Regions from separate parts of the Columba livia genome. Here region 2 is linked to region 1. Evidence: chromatin contacts called from public Hi-C data. All regions are on one chromosome and are shown on one strand. The core of a region is the stretch at or near the end of the contact, and the rest is flanking DNA. Distances in the headings are between cores, read along the strand shown. Region 1 holds the start of ID2 (inhibitor of DNA binding 2). Region 2 has its middle 110 kb from the start of ID2.

The links. Hi-C and Micro-C count contacts between places; a contact is called where the count stands out from the background.
Region 2: a Hi-C map of crop shows a contact between it and region 1, with 1.9 times the contacts expected there. The contact joins the enhancer-like site here to the promoter of ID2 in region 1. A contact is called at or near these places in 2 of 2 Hi-C or Micro-C datasets (crop and liver).

The regions. Positions count from the first base shown.
Region 1 is chr3:17,311,524-17,318,696 of bColLiv1.pat.W.v2, forward strand. ID2 (inhibitor of DNA binding 2) reads right to left here and starts at 3,749. Exons shown (of 3, transcript XM_005506815.4): 1 at 3,284-3,749; 2 at 2,977-3,041; 3 at 1,490-2,298. The coding sequence starts at 3,631. The coding sequence ends at 2,985. The region is part of intron 1 of LOC110362102 (a long non-coding RNA gene); the gene reads left to right.
Region 2 is chr3:17,418,652-17,425,824 of bColLiv1.pat.W.v2, forward strand. No RefSeq gene overlaps it. Among named protein-coding and RNA genes, the nearest start is that of ID2, 110 kb to the left of the region's middle. Within about 2 kb of position 3,905, at least 1 of the 3 cell types and tissues checked has an H3K27ac peak away from gene starts, as active enhancers do.

The DNA.
Region 1 (7,173 bases), core at 2,499-4,998:
TCTGTGATTAAAACCCTGCGTGTGCTGCAGTTCAGAATTAGGTAAAATATACGCAAAAAGGAGTACTTGAGGGACCGAGGTGTACTGATTTGTAGCGATGAAATATTTTACTACTGGGCTGTCAGGGTTAAATGTTCATCGCACTGAGCTGGAACAGCCCCTGTGCGCTGGGTGTTGGGACAGTAGCAAGGTTTGGCCGCAGGAGGCCCCGCCAGTGCTGCTCCATGGAGAGATTTCTCTCATCTCTGCGGGGCTGGGGGCACGGGGAGAAGCAGGAGATCAGCTTGGCCCTGTGTCCCACCCTCCCCCCGCTTTCGCTAACCCTTCTTGCCTTATGATCGCATTGATCCTCTGTGAGGGTGCGCTGCTGCTTGGGCAGGGCAGCTTCTGTATTAAGAGATCAGAGCTGGCTTTCTCCCAGCCTACATGGATGGATTTGGTGTCAAGGGCAAGGAAAGGCAGCTGCTGCTGCCCCAGAGCACCACCCACGCACCTGTTTGCTGGTGAAAGTGTTAGTGGCCCCAGGTGAGGCTCCTGCCTTTCACTCTAAGAGTCTCCAGAGCACAGAAACCCAGAATGTGCGCTCTCAGGCCCAAAGCGTAGTGCCTGCCAGAGACCTGCACTCACCCGCAGCATCAGGACGCTTCATTCCCATTCCAAGTGATTCTCTTCAATTCATATGTAGGACTCAAAGCTTAACTTCCCATTTTAGGCAAGTTCATAAGTGAGCTTAAATTAGAACATCATCTGATAAGGCATAGTTCCTGCATCCACTGTCTTATGACAACTAAACAGAGCTAATGAACAGTGGTACTTACAGTGGATTCATAGGGTACATTCCTAGGGTGAGTGTCCCTTGAATAAGTGATATTGCAGAGCTTCTGGGGGCAAAAGAGAATTAAGAGACTGTTACTGGCTTTCAGGAATTTAGACTCCTATTTCAAACTTGATTTAATTCTTATGGAGAAAGAGTCCCTTTAGGAGCAGCCAAAGTTTAATCAGTAACACAACAGCGATTTAACTCAGTTCTCAGTATCTTAGAGAAGCTGCAACTGATTAGAAACCCCATTTCATTGAAATATTGCATGGAAGCATGAACATTCCAGTGTGGAAAGGCAACAGTCACTTCATCATTCTAGATCCCATGTTAACGCATCACCAACTCTCACATTCAAAGCCTTTCTACAGAAAATAGTTGGGGGACTAATAACCACCCACAGCCCTTAATTCTGAGTGATTATTCTAAAACCAAATTAACAGATCTGAGCTGTTACTACTGAGAACAAAATAATCTATAAGGGTGGGGGGGAAAGTCAGCAGCCCATGGGAAATGTCTCAGGATTAACTGCTTTTCTGTATGTTTCCAAACACTTTGTCAGTAGCATCCCCTCTGTCATAAATTACTTTTCTTGTTCCTTTTCACAGTGTTCACAGACATAGCACTTTGTTTGGAATATACACTCAAATAAGATTTTGCAAGTTACAAGAGTTATTATTCAGGTAATTTTATTCTTTATGTTCTCTACATACTTGAATTTTTACTTTGTAGTCATAACAGAATGAATAAGTATTTAAAAAACAACCCACAGAACACAACATAAATCAAAGCCAGCAAACAGTTGGTCCCCAAAGAATAAAGCAAGCAATCAGTTCAATAAACACACTTGATTTATTTTGTATAAAAAGGGTTAAGTTTACAACTAAACTTTTATAAAAAGTTTAGCATGATTAAGTACATCATTACACTTTTTGCAGAAATGTAAATTTCTGCCACTATACAAGAAAACTCTAATTAAAGAGTTCACAACGTTTCACTCATATATATATATATTTATATATAAATATATACACAGCATTCAGTCCTAGGTTTGTGTCAAAAAGGTAATTTTGACCACAGACTTTCCTAAAAAAACTGAACACTGGATCCTTCTGGTACTCACGCTCCACCTTTGGAAAAAAGGCAAAGTCTGCTTTAAAATGGGCAACTCCTTGTGAGATTTTTGTTTCGCTCCCCACGTTGGGAATAGTATATAAAGGAAGCCTTCCAACTAGGGAAAGGGTATTTAAGAGTCTCTTCATAAATAACTAGGTTCAGTCCAAGTTGCAGAATGGGGAGAGGATAAAGATCAATCTTGATATTTTCTTCTTCATTAATTTTAAAAGGTCCTTTTAGTTAGATGTGGATTTTCCCCTCCAGATACAGCTGAAAAATAAATTCAGCACCTCAAAAAAAAAAGAGATCATGTAGCCATTTTCTTGTGCAAAAAAAAAAAAAAAAAAATCTCATCAGTGGAACACCTGCAAGAGATTGAAAAGAGGCATATTTAGGAGAATGCTAACAGGGCAGAGATCCGGACAGACTGGCGCCAGAGAGGAAGCCACAGTTTGAACATTTAACCAAACACTCAGAGATTGGGCAAACCCTGGCGTCCAGATGCAACACATACACGCTCACACACTCGCTCTCCAGAGCACAAACTGAACATTAAAATAACTTACACTCAAGGGAAAGGGTAAAAAGAGGATTCTCAGTCCAATCTCTATTTAGATCTCTGTAAACGCAATGCTCAGAGGCGCCAGTCTGCCTCTTACAGCAAATTACTTGATTAAAAGCAGTCACTTATTTAACTGATAGCGCAGACAATCCCACATCACAGAATCTGAGGAATTGTGCCAAGATTCCCAACTTAATCAGTTACTTTGGCCTGGGAAGTTAAGACTCTAAGAACAGATAACAAGAGAATTTGCATTAAGGAGCGAGCAGTATCAGAGCAGCCTGTGCTGCCTAATGAACCTTAGCAACAAAATACACGTTGGACTGCAAGACTTAATTACTAGTTTAGTTTCTTATTATAAAGACATCTCCTAATGAATTTAAGACGATTTTTAGAAATGACCATCACGCCTCCCATTTCCCCAGGGAGACACTTATTATTTTTCCCTCCGAAGTTTCGAAAGAAGAGGCACTGCACTCACCGTTCGATTCAGCCACAAAGTGCTTTGCTGTCGCTTGACATGAGCTCTGAGGGGAACTCGGACGCCTGCGAGGAAAAAACAGCACAGGTGTGAGGAGAGGGGCCCGGGACCGGGGGAAGCGGGACAGAACCGTCCGGGGCGCTTCCCCCCTGCCGCACGGCGTCTGCAGAGCCGGGTCATCCCATCCCATCCCGCCCCGTCCCCGCCGCGGCCACCGCGCTCTGCCGTGAGGAAAGACATTTATTTCTAGTTGTAACCCCACGCTGGAGGTCGGCGGAGCGCCGGGGGCAGAGGGGCCGGCGGTTACCTGTAGCGAGAGGATGCTGATGTCTGTGTTGAGGGTGGTCAGAGGAGTTCTGGAGGAAGGGTTCTGCCCGGGTCTCTGGTGGTGGAGGCTAACGATGCTGGGGTGCGAGTCCAAGGCGATCTGCAGGTCCAGGATGTAGTCGATAACGTGCTGCAGGATTTCCATCTTGCTCACTTTCTTGTTCTGCGGGATGCTGGGCACCAGCTCCTTCAGCTTGGAGTAGCAGTCGTTCATGTTGTAAAGCAGGCTCATGGGGTCATCCACCGGCGTTTTGCTGCGGGAGATGCCCAGGTTGTGCTCCGAGAGGCCGCTTTTCCGGACGGACCGCACGGGGCTGAAGGCTTTCATGCTGGCAGGCGGGCGGAGAGCGCGGTTCCACGGACGGGAGCGGAGCCTGCGGAGCGCTGGCGCTGCCTCCCCTCTGCGCACTGCCGGAGCTCGCACTGAGGCGCGGGGCTGCGCGGCCTCCTCTTATACGGCCGCCGCCGCCGAGCCCGGCCCGCGCTCGCTGCCATTGGCGGCCGCCGGCACGTCCATCACCCCGGGGCGCCCTCACTGGTGGGGCGGACAGCGCGGGGGCTGCGCGGGCCTTCCGCCTGGAGAGCCAATCCCGACTGGGGGCGTGGCCGCGCCGCACAGCTGAGGGAGTAAATAGTCGGCGGCCCCCGCCCCCCCCCCCGCCCCGGTGGAGTCGGGTCTGCCGGGAGGGAGCGGGGCTGCGGCCTCGGGGGCAGCGCTGTGCGGGGACCGGAGCGCGGCTCTGGCGCTTTAGTCCGCGCTCGTTCTCCTATGGAGCGGTGGGTGTCCCTCCGCTGCTCGCCTCTCTGTAGGGGCACGGAGCGCCGCCGGCTGAAAGCCCGCACAGCAGCTGTGAGGGCCGGCGGTGCCGGAGCCAGGGGCGCGGAGTGCGGGGCAACCGGGTCGGGCTGTAGCGAGGGGCTGAGCCTTCCTAAAACTCACTGTGAGGCAGAGCATCGAGCGGGTTTTCAAAATAAAAACCGGCAGTGCAAGGGGACGGCCGGGTCAGCGGCGGAGCACTTCGGGCTGCAGATGTGAGCAAGGGCGTGTAAGCATCAAAAATAACGATAAAATAAAACTGTAAAACCAACTGCAGCTTTCTGCCCTGCCGAGCACAGGACACCCAGAGCCCTGCCGGAGTCAGGCGTCACTGTTCGCTCCCGGCTTCCCGAGGACAGGGCTATTTTAGATGATGCTATTAATTGGAGATCATTAAGCAAATGTGCATATTGGAAGTGCATTTACATGTATTACCCTTGAACGGCTGCTCATCTGCACCCTATCAGTGCTTGTGACACAGTACTGTCATTAATTATGCATAGATTGTTTCTGGTGACAAATGCAAATACTTACTACCCGCTGTACTTTTTGCAGCTTTTGGTTGCAGCCAATTAAACCTCTTCCAGAAACACTCCAGAGGAAAAAGTTGAGGTTTTTTTATTTAGCTGGAGAAGCAACTTGGATTTTTTTAAACTTTAACCCCATTATATTTTTCCATAGTTTGCTTATGCTGTATAACATACCGACATAACTTCCACCCGTCTTTTCACATATTACCTTGAGGAAAGTTAGAGAAGTGTGGACTTACATATGCAATTGATATGTATGGAATTCTACACAAAACGCAGCAATTCTGTAATAACCACCTGGATGCTTAAACTACTTCAGTGTTCACTGCAAACAAAAACGTAGTAACGGCATAGATCCACAAAATCAGTGAGGGCTGTGCTGTCAGTCATACCTATTAAAAGCAGACCAACACTGGGTTTATCTGCGCTGCTGTTGCATAGCTACACTGAAGGAGCTGGGGCTGTGGGGGAGGAACGTTGCAGACACTTGGAGACAAAGCTGCGGAGAGCTGGATCAATATTTTTTTCCAATTAACGTGGCATTCCTGAGCTGGTGGTTGGCTATTCTCTAGCAGGACATTTTGGCGACTGTCACCCCGGGGTGTTTGCCCCGGGGCTTTTCTCGGGGAGGGGGGATGACTGTAGGCGGTGGGCAGGCTGGCCGGAACACAATTCAACGCGTTTGAAATGCGAAGGGTGAATCTCGACATTCAGTCTGATAGGAAGACAAACACATTGTTCAAGTGCAGTTAAAAAGAGTAAATAATTAAAAAAAATCCCACCCTGTCAATTAATGACTCGATTAAAATCATCACTTAGAGCGACTTAAGTCCTTCACATCATTAAAATCTCAACTGGTACTTGGTCTGCTGCCACAGGTTTTAGTCCTTCACCGAGCTTGGGTTTCTGGCTCATGAATACACCAGTGGAAGAAATTTTGACACTGTTTTTGGTATAATAATAGCCAACGTAAACAAGTACGTTGAGACTTCTCCTGTCATTATTTGTCATTCTTGGACAGCGCAGCAGGCTTACAGTAACGTCCGTCCCGGTTTTGCAGAGGACCCCTTTGCAAGTGGTTTCGGTTTTCCGTACTAAGGGCTTAACATGCTTTTTAGGACACTGAGAAGTTGTGCGAGGAGAGGCTAAACTGGTTATTTTTCTGTAACCAAACGGTTGTCATGTGCGCGTTTTTCACGAAGAGTATAGCCTGCGAGTAAGCAAGCTCCGCTCCCCCCGGCAAGGGGCGAAGAGTCTTTTCTGACATGGCATTCCCTCGGTTCTGCTCTTTGAACCCTTGGCAGCGGCCCGCCGGTTCTGCAGGCTCCCCGCTCTCACACATGCCACTGCTCCGGCTCGGCAGCCCGGCTGCCCGCGCCCCGGCGGGGAGACGCGCGGGCAGCTGGGGAGACCCCCGAAATCAGCGGGGCTGCGAGCGGCTCCTCGGGGCTCTTCCCCGGGATCTCAGGGCTCGTCCCAGGCGGGACGGGCCCCCGGGATGGCGGGTGCTTCAGGGAGCCGCGTCCGCCTCTTGTTTTCAGCCGGGATTTTACAGCCGGTTCCCAACCCCGAAACGCCGCGCAAACATCTGCTCGGAACCCGTCGCCGCTCGCCATGCACAAAGTGCCGCTTTCTCCTCCGCACCCCCACACACCCCCAGCTCCGCCGCCAACCACAAACCCAGGGCTCCGCTCCGGGGGGGTGCGGGCCGTCCCGCCGTGGGGGGCCCCCGGCGCCAGCCCGCGGCAGCGCTCGGGTGCGCGGCGGCGGGTGCGCGGCCGCCCCCGCTCCCCCTCCCCGCGCCCCGGGCGCCGCGCCCCGCCCCGCCCCGCGCCCGGGGCCGGCCCGGACTGCGCGGCGCCAGCCCCGTGACATCAGCCCCTCGCCGCCGCCCCCCCCGCCCGCGCCGCCCGGGCCCGGCGGCGCCGCTCAGGCGGCTGCCATGGCGACCGGGGCTGCGCCCGCGGCGGCGGCAGGCGGCGGCCCGGCCCCGCTTCCCCCTCCCGGGCGCACCTGCAGCGGGGGCCGCCGCCGGACGCTCCGCTTGCGGGGGGGTGGTGGTGACGGCGCCCGGGGAAAGGGGGGAGGAAAAGAGTGAAACGGGCAAAAGAGTAAAACGGGACCTGGGGGGGAGCGCGTCCGCGGGAGAGATCCCAGCGCCGCTCGCCCCGCGCCGGGCTGCTCCGCGGGGCCGAGAGCCGCGACCCGGGCGGGAATGAGCGCGCCGGGCTGCCCCGGGTGCGCTGCGGAGAGAAAGGGGGAATTTCTGTCCTGTGTTCACCCTCCCCCCCCAAAAGAAAAAAAAAAATAGGAAAAAGCACCCTTTTTATGGGGGTTGCCTGCGCTCTGGCTTTTTGAGGTCTCCTGAGAGCAGTCCCGGGGCCACGCAGCCGTCCCTGGGGCCGGGGCTCCCGGTGCGTGACAAACGGGGGACCAACAGGGCTCCGGGCCGGGCCCGGGGGCTGTGTTCCCCCCCGCCACCGTCAGGGACCGGCGAGTTCCTACGCGCGCCCTATCCCGTGC
Region 2 (7,173 bases), core at 2,655-5,154, 110 kb after region 1:
CTGTTCACTGTCTTATAACGGGAGAAGGTGGGGTGTATTTTATGCAATTGACAGTCGATAAATGCAAAACAGATAAATTAATAACTCATAGGCATTAACTAGTAAGTCATCAGCCTATGGAATTAATGTCCATAGGAAATCTATATTAAACTGCAGCACAATTGGCAGCATTGCTATAGCCATGTTGAGAGGGGTGATGTACTAAAAACTACTTTTGTTTCCACAATGTGTTTAATATGTCTGTGTGCTCAAATACAACTTGCAGCTATGCTAACTGGATCAATAGACTCTGGTTTCCTCTGTTAGTTGAATCAATGAGGAGGTGTTTGGTATACACTAGGAAAAGCTTTGGAAATTGGATACAATGCACTGTATGTATCTTTGTTCTTATAACTGTACTTGTCTATGCCTTTTTTTTTTCCTCCCACATTTCCCAGTTTTCCAGTTCTTCTGCCTTTTAAATCAAGATCAAGAAGGGAACAATGCTGGAGATTTCTATGTTGGCTGGCTTCTACTGTTTAGCAACTTTTTGGTTTTGTGCAGAAGTGGGGGTTGGGGAATATATCACTTTATTCCTGTTATTTCCAAGATTGCTTTAGTCACACTTGAATGGTTAATCTCGCTGCATTTATATGGATAGTGCAGTGGTATATAAGATAAGAATAAAAATTCAGTAACTATAGAACAAATATCCATTGCTTTTAAAAGAGAATAAAAGAGTAACCTAACACAAAGCAAATGTTGCTTGCAGTGCAGTAAAACCCAGACAAAATCTGAAATGCTCCATAAAAAGGGAGCCAGCCTGTTTACCAATTGTTATTCCTATGGCATGGGTGATTGTTTCATTTTATTGTGTAACCTGTTATTTATTACAGTGCCCATCAACATAGTAACATCCATTCTTCATATGATGGGTGCAAATTTATTTTACATATGTTAGCCAAGCAGCATGAATAAATAAAGCCTAACATCTCTGGAGCTCTTAGCTCCAGATACTTGAGAAGCCAAGCTAATACCCCAAATGACAAGTTCTTATGTCTAGTGGAAAGTAGGTGGGAAGAGACGCAGTTCCCAGCACTCTTAACATTGCAGTTTGTGCCTGTGTTTCTAAAAGGAGATATGAGGTTTGGTCCTAAATCTTGGGTAATGCAAGAGAAGAGGATTTGGAGAGCAAAGGAGGTTCAGAGCAGTGGATCGTGTTCCCTAAAGGTTCTTTTTATGGGTGAAAATGAACATAGGTATGTATGTTCTATATGTTCAATACATATATGTCTGTATGGACTTTTTAGAGTGATAAGAAGCTGGAGTGGTGGATGTGAAGGTACTGGGGTAAGAGTATGGTTAGTGGGTTGCAATGTAAGCGTAAGGGATTTAAATATAGAAGATATTCCAGCATAGACACTAGAAATGCTGGGAGCTGGCAGAAAAGAAGTGTCATACAGGGATAAATCTTGTCATTATAACACCTTATCCATTGAGATGAATTGACCCTGTTTTCCCTGCTGAAACAGGGAAAGTTTATCCTCTGATTTCCAAGTTTTCTTTCATATATTCCACTTGAATGGTCATCTCCTGTCAGTGCCTTGCCTTCCCATTTGAAGCATGCTCATCGTGCCAGGTGTGTGTGTACATGTGTGCAGGCTCAGAGGGCTATGGTCAGGCCAGCCCTGCCACCAGTGACCTGACGATCTGTGTGTTTGAGTGCACGCTCAAGATCAGGGAACCAAAAAGAAACAGTATGCTGAAAGAAACAAAGAAGGCTAAAACCAGAATTTCACAGTATTGGGTATTCTGCAGGTCCTGTGGTGACACTGCCCACCTGGAAACATGTGCTGCAGATCCTGTGTGCTCAATGGCAATGCAGCCTCTCCCCGCTGCATGGTGGGCAGTGGGCAATGCGAGAGCTGAGACTGAAAGCAAAAAAGCCTCAGCCAGCTGCGAGGAGTCTGTGAGGGGGAAGGAGGTCTCTGCACATCAGAAAAAGCTTTTGTCCACAATTTCTGCTCTTTCCAGTTGTTACAGGTCCTGGTGCGTAAACCTTCCAGTGTGTTACACTGGAAGCATTGAAGTTACACAGTTCTGCCTGCATGGGAGGAATATACTCACTATTATGGTTTCACACCCTTCAGCTCACTCTGGGACTATCCCTGGACAAAGAAATTTTTGTATGAAAGAGGCACACGTGAATCGCCCAGATAGCGTCATTGCTTTCTGCCCTTCACATGCTATCTCGCTGCATTTTCCCGCCTTTGTCACTAACCAGAATAGTGTTTTGGTGTGGGGCTTGCAACTAATTTAGCCCTATAGGAATAAAAGTCCTGAGTTTAAATATGCATGTCCAACTTTCATTTTCAGAAAAAAAAAAAGTGAAAAAAAGTCTTTTAACATGTGTGTCACATTACTTAATTATGTGGGAATGACCAGTATCCTGCAGGAAATGACTCAGGGTCCAGCAAGTCCAACAGCCAGCAGGTGCCCCCAGATGGCTTCAGAAGAAGATGCAAGAAACATGACCTTTGATGCAGTGCAAACATGGGCTGAAGTAGGATCGCGTTAGCGGGGATCAGCTGTGTGATTTTAATCAGGTAATTGCCACTCTACCACGGCCAATGATACAACCTTGGAAGAGGCTGCCATAGAAACTGGTGGCCCTCCTTTGGAACCTAAAGCAAAAACTGTTGGTCAGCCACATCTGTGGCAATTCCCTTGTGGGTCAGAATGATGTTTGATTTTGTATTTAACTGTACTGGTCAAAACCGTAATGAGCAAATTTAGCTTCTTAATTCTGGTCACAGTGCAAGTAGTTTCTAGAAAGAGACATAGCCTGCAAGATTATGATACTGGTCACGTGGCTTTTTGAGTGGGTAGCTGAACCATTTTAAGTGTAGGGAACATACGATAGCTTTTTGTTATGATTTCTATTTCATAGGACAGTGTTTAGCTAGTTATTCATGCTGAAATTCATTACTTTCAGGACTCACAAATTTATTTTATGACTATCTAACAGCTTGTCTGCATATTGGAACACAACCTCACAAATAGCAGCACAGAAGCATTCGCAAAATTAATTTAATTAGTATTCTACCAGTTCTGGAGCTTAACTACTGTGAATAGGTGTTGCACAGGCAGTATAGTTTAATGGTTCCTGGAGTATTTTAATTCAGGACTCCACAACCTAATTTTTCAGCCTCTATGCTTGTGAAAAGAGGGTCACAAAATCTTTCAGTCTGCCCAGCTGTAAAATGGTATGCATATATTTAGGTAGCTTAACTAAAATTGGTAGCATGCATTGAAGTATTTGGATGAAAGCTGCTTACAGTGTAAGCACAAAGTATTATTATTAGAAACATTATTACATTATTAGCAGTATGGCTTACAATGAAAAACTCTGAACTTCTGGCTTTAGGAACTGTTTTTTTTTTTGTTTTGTTTTGTTTTAATGTAAGTATTCAAGAAATCAAAAATAGACAAAATAAGGACATAGATGTAAAACAAATAACAGTGATGTTAACTTTATTAAAAAGCTTCTTTGTGGTATCAGACAGGAAGTGAAACTGCTTTCAAACTGCAAATATTTCTCAATCATTTCATGCACCAGCGATCTTTGTAATAGGTTTTCTGTTGGTTTTTGCAAAATGTTCAGATGAGCAGATAAAAGTTCAGACACAAGAGGAAAGGCAGTCATTTTTCTTGGGTTTCACTATCCGTATGTTTCATTCCATGATTCAAAGTGACCTTAGAGTCCGTCTCAAAGAACAGATGTGCACACTGAAAGTTTGAGCCCTCACTGTTTTTTAGGGGTCATTCCTTTTCATAAAGCAGCAGCACTGCATGCTCACAGCCAGCTAACCGGCTCTGGGTCCCGCCTGGTGCTTGGTGACAGAGTTCAATGAGAGAGAGCTGGAGCAGAAACTGAAGCTCCCAGCTCTTCCTCCCCCTCTGCTGGGATGCTGCCTTGCCACAGGGCTGGCTGAAGGGGAACGTGTCCCTGCACCTCGGCCGGGGGACCTTCCAACCTGCTGTGCTCTTGCCAGCTCCTGCTGCGCCCAGGCCCTAAGCCCTGCTGACTCCAGAGGGGACACTTGTTCTGCTAAACTGTCCCTGGGATGGTAGCTTCCCACAGAGGGACAGAGGCCACAGCTGGCAACAAAAAATGCTTCATCCATCCCGGTTGAATCTGCCAGTGAATGTGAATAGACACTTTTAGGTTTTGTGCTACTTGGAACTACTTTTCTGGCTCTAAGTATCATGTTATGTTGATCCCAGAGGGTCAAGTACAAAAGTATTGAGCACTTAGAGATACTAAATGCCCTTACTTGGTGGATTAATGGGGCTTGAGAGCACTTGGCAATAGGACTGCTCAAAACCTTCCATTAAAACTGTTCTTTGACAGAAAAATAGTTTTTTTTCATTAAAAATTGAAAGCTCGAACACTGAAACTTCAGCTAGCATATTCACTGCTGCACCTGGGTCAGACTGGGAAGGCACAAGGACTAAATGTTAATTAGATATCTCTTGACTCAGTAATTCTTGCTAAAAATGCTGTGTGTGGGGCATCTAGAAGAGCAGCAGATGTTGTGGTAGATTCTACTTGTCTAATTCTGTAGTTTCTAAATAGACAACACCACCCCAGTCTCTGCCAATGTTTTATTCTTACTGTACAAAAATGGAAATAAAAAGGTAGAAAAAGCATACACAATTCAAAATTTTCAAGGTAATTCCATTTCACAGTGTTCAAAAGTGGTCTGGTTTGAAGACTTCTTGGGTTACATTTCAGTCAAATGTTTGTCTAAATTCTGACAAATTCAAGTCATGGTAAATTGAGAGAAAATTAAGTTTTTGAAAAACTTTGCAGACCTTCTCTGAGGATTAAAACGTCTTACTTTTTGTAAGAATATATATGGTAACAATGTTTACCAGGTCTAGACACTGGCCTGGGATTTGGGAGACCTGGATTCATTTCCCTATTCATTTTATGATTTTCAACATCACGCAGATTTCTGGTGCCCCATTGCAGCATCTGTAAAACATGGGTGTTGTGTTTACCTTGCAGAGGTGTTAGGGGGATCAGTATGTTGAAGAGTCTGATGTGCTCAATTACTGTGCTTGTGCAGGACAATAAAAAGTCTGAAGGCTGTACATTTATTATTCCCTGGATTCCTATTCTTGACGTTTTGCTTTGCCAAACACCGAAAATCGCAAAGTTCTCTAAAATCGTAACAATTTGCTGTTCCTGCTCTGTTTGTGTGCTCCAAAGCCTACAAAATTTTAGCAGAATCTTTGCAGCGACTTCATAGACTTTATGTTGGACTTTAACGACCTCAGGACCTGTGTGGACCAAGGTATGTCTTGTGTGCTGAACGTCCTCACATGACAGATGCTGACCTCAAGACTGCTGAGAACTTGTCAAAATCTATGTTTCATTAGATACTATGTGCTTGTTTGATATCCGTGAATTTCACAAGCGTGATTCTCACAGGAAGGAAAACGTTTAGTACCCAAGAAGGATTGCTCCATTTGCTCCACTTGCTCCTCAAAATGTTTAGACAGCTAACGATAGTGAGGTAAAGCCACTGATATCATGTTGTGTCACAGGCAGGCAAGCAGAGACCTCAGTGTCACGGGTGATATCATTAATGGGACAAGACAACTAGAAGGAGGGGATGGAGCCTCTCCAAGCCACGCAGGATGTCGGTGGCTGCAGGCTGTGCTCTGGGTGTTCTGGGAACCTTGATTCATTATCGTCAGTGCACTGTTTGCACAGCATTTGTGAGTGCTGTAGAAATGTTTATAAACAAGTGTCAGATAACAGAAGAAGCACTTGATGAGCTCTCTAGTCATGCAGACTGCAGATCGAGAGGCACTGATGATGATGAGAAGCTGAATTATTTCTAACACAATTCAGAGGAGATGGAAGGGAATGATGTGATTTGCACCTGAGCGAGTTCATCTACTCCAGATGGTTCAGTTTTTAAATCTGTGTTTGGAGAGGCAGGTTGGAAATTTTAAGATCATAGGATCATTGAGGTTAGAAGCGACTTTGGAAAGTCTCTTGTCAAACCTTCTACTCCAAGTGGGGTCAGCTAAAAGATGAGACCAGGTTGCTGAGAGCTTTGTCCGGTCAGGTGTTGAAAGCTCCCAAGAATGGAGATTAAGTAACTTAATTGTGCAACCTGTTCCCCTGCTTGATTTCTACTGCTTTCGTTGTGAAAAAATCTTTTTCCTCAGATCTGGTCTGAACCACTCTTCTTACAACTTATGCTCATTGTCCTCCCACTGTGTATTATACTGCTGTGAAAAACCTGTCTCCATCTCCTTGATCACCTCTTCATAAGCATGGGGAGGGATGCTGCTGTTAGTCCCCTCTAGAACCATCTCTTCTCCAGGCTGAACAAGCCCACCTCTCTTAGCTCATTGGGCAAGTGTTCCAGTCATGATAGCCTTCTGCTGAACTCTGTTTTATTGATATGCTGCTTCTCTGACATGTGGAGGAAACCCATTTCCTTTGAAATCAAAAGTTTCCATGGGAAATTTCAGTTTTCCCTGTAGAAAACCATTTCTAGTTCAAATGTGGTCCATGCAGCCAGCTGATGGGCTACAGGGCTTCTGGCCTCACTGGCTCTGCAGCACTGCAGTCATGGTTGGGGCAGATTGTCAGCTGGCATTGCCAAGGTTCTCACTCCATTCCAGGACTGCTGAAACAGTACTCTGGAGTTTCCAAAATGAGGTACTGTGTAATTTCAGGGAAGAGAATTTCCAAAACTACAACATTTTCTTCTCCGAATTGACTTCTTCTTCAGTTCCCGTTTTTCCTCCCCCCACTGAAGTAATTTTCTTCAGAACTGACTTTGTGTAAGGCACAGGCTGAACCTACAAATCCTTTTATTTTAATTTACCTAGAGGATTGTGAGAAATGGGCAGGAGACCCTGTCGTTAGTAAAGTGTTTGTTTAACAGAACAAAACTATTTCCCTCTTTACTGTAGACTACAGATTCTGAACAATTATTAACTTGTAGCCTTCCCTCTTCCTTCCTTCCTTTTCTCTTTATATTTGGACCTGAGGTTTTGCATTTCTCTCTTATCTGCTGCTTTCAACATGTTAATAGTGAATTTTTGTGGGATTGCAGAGGCAGAAAGCAGAGGATGTTCCAAAAGGTATGTTAAAATAACAGT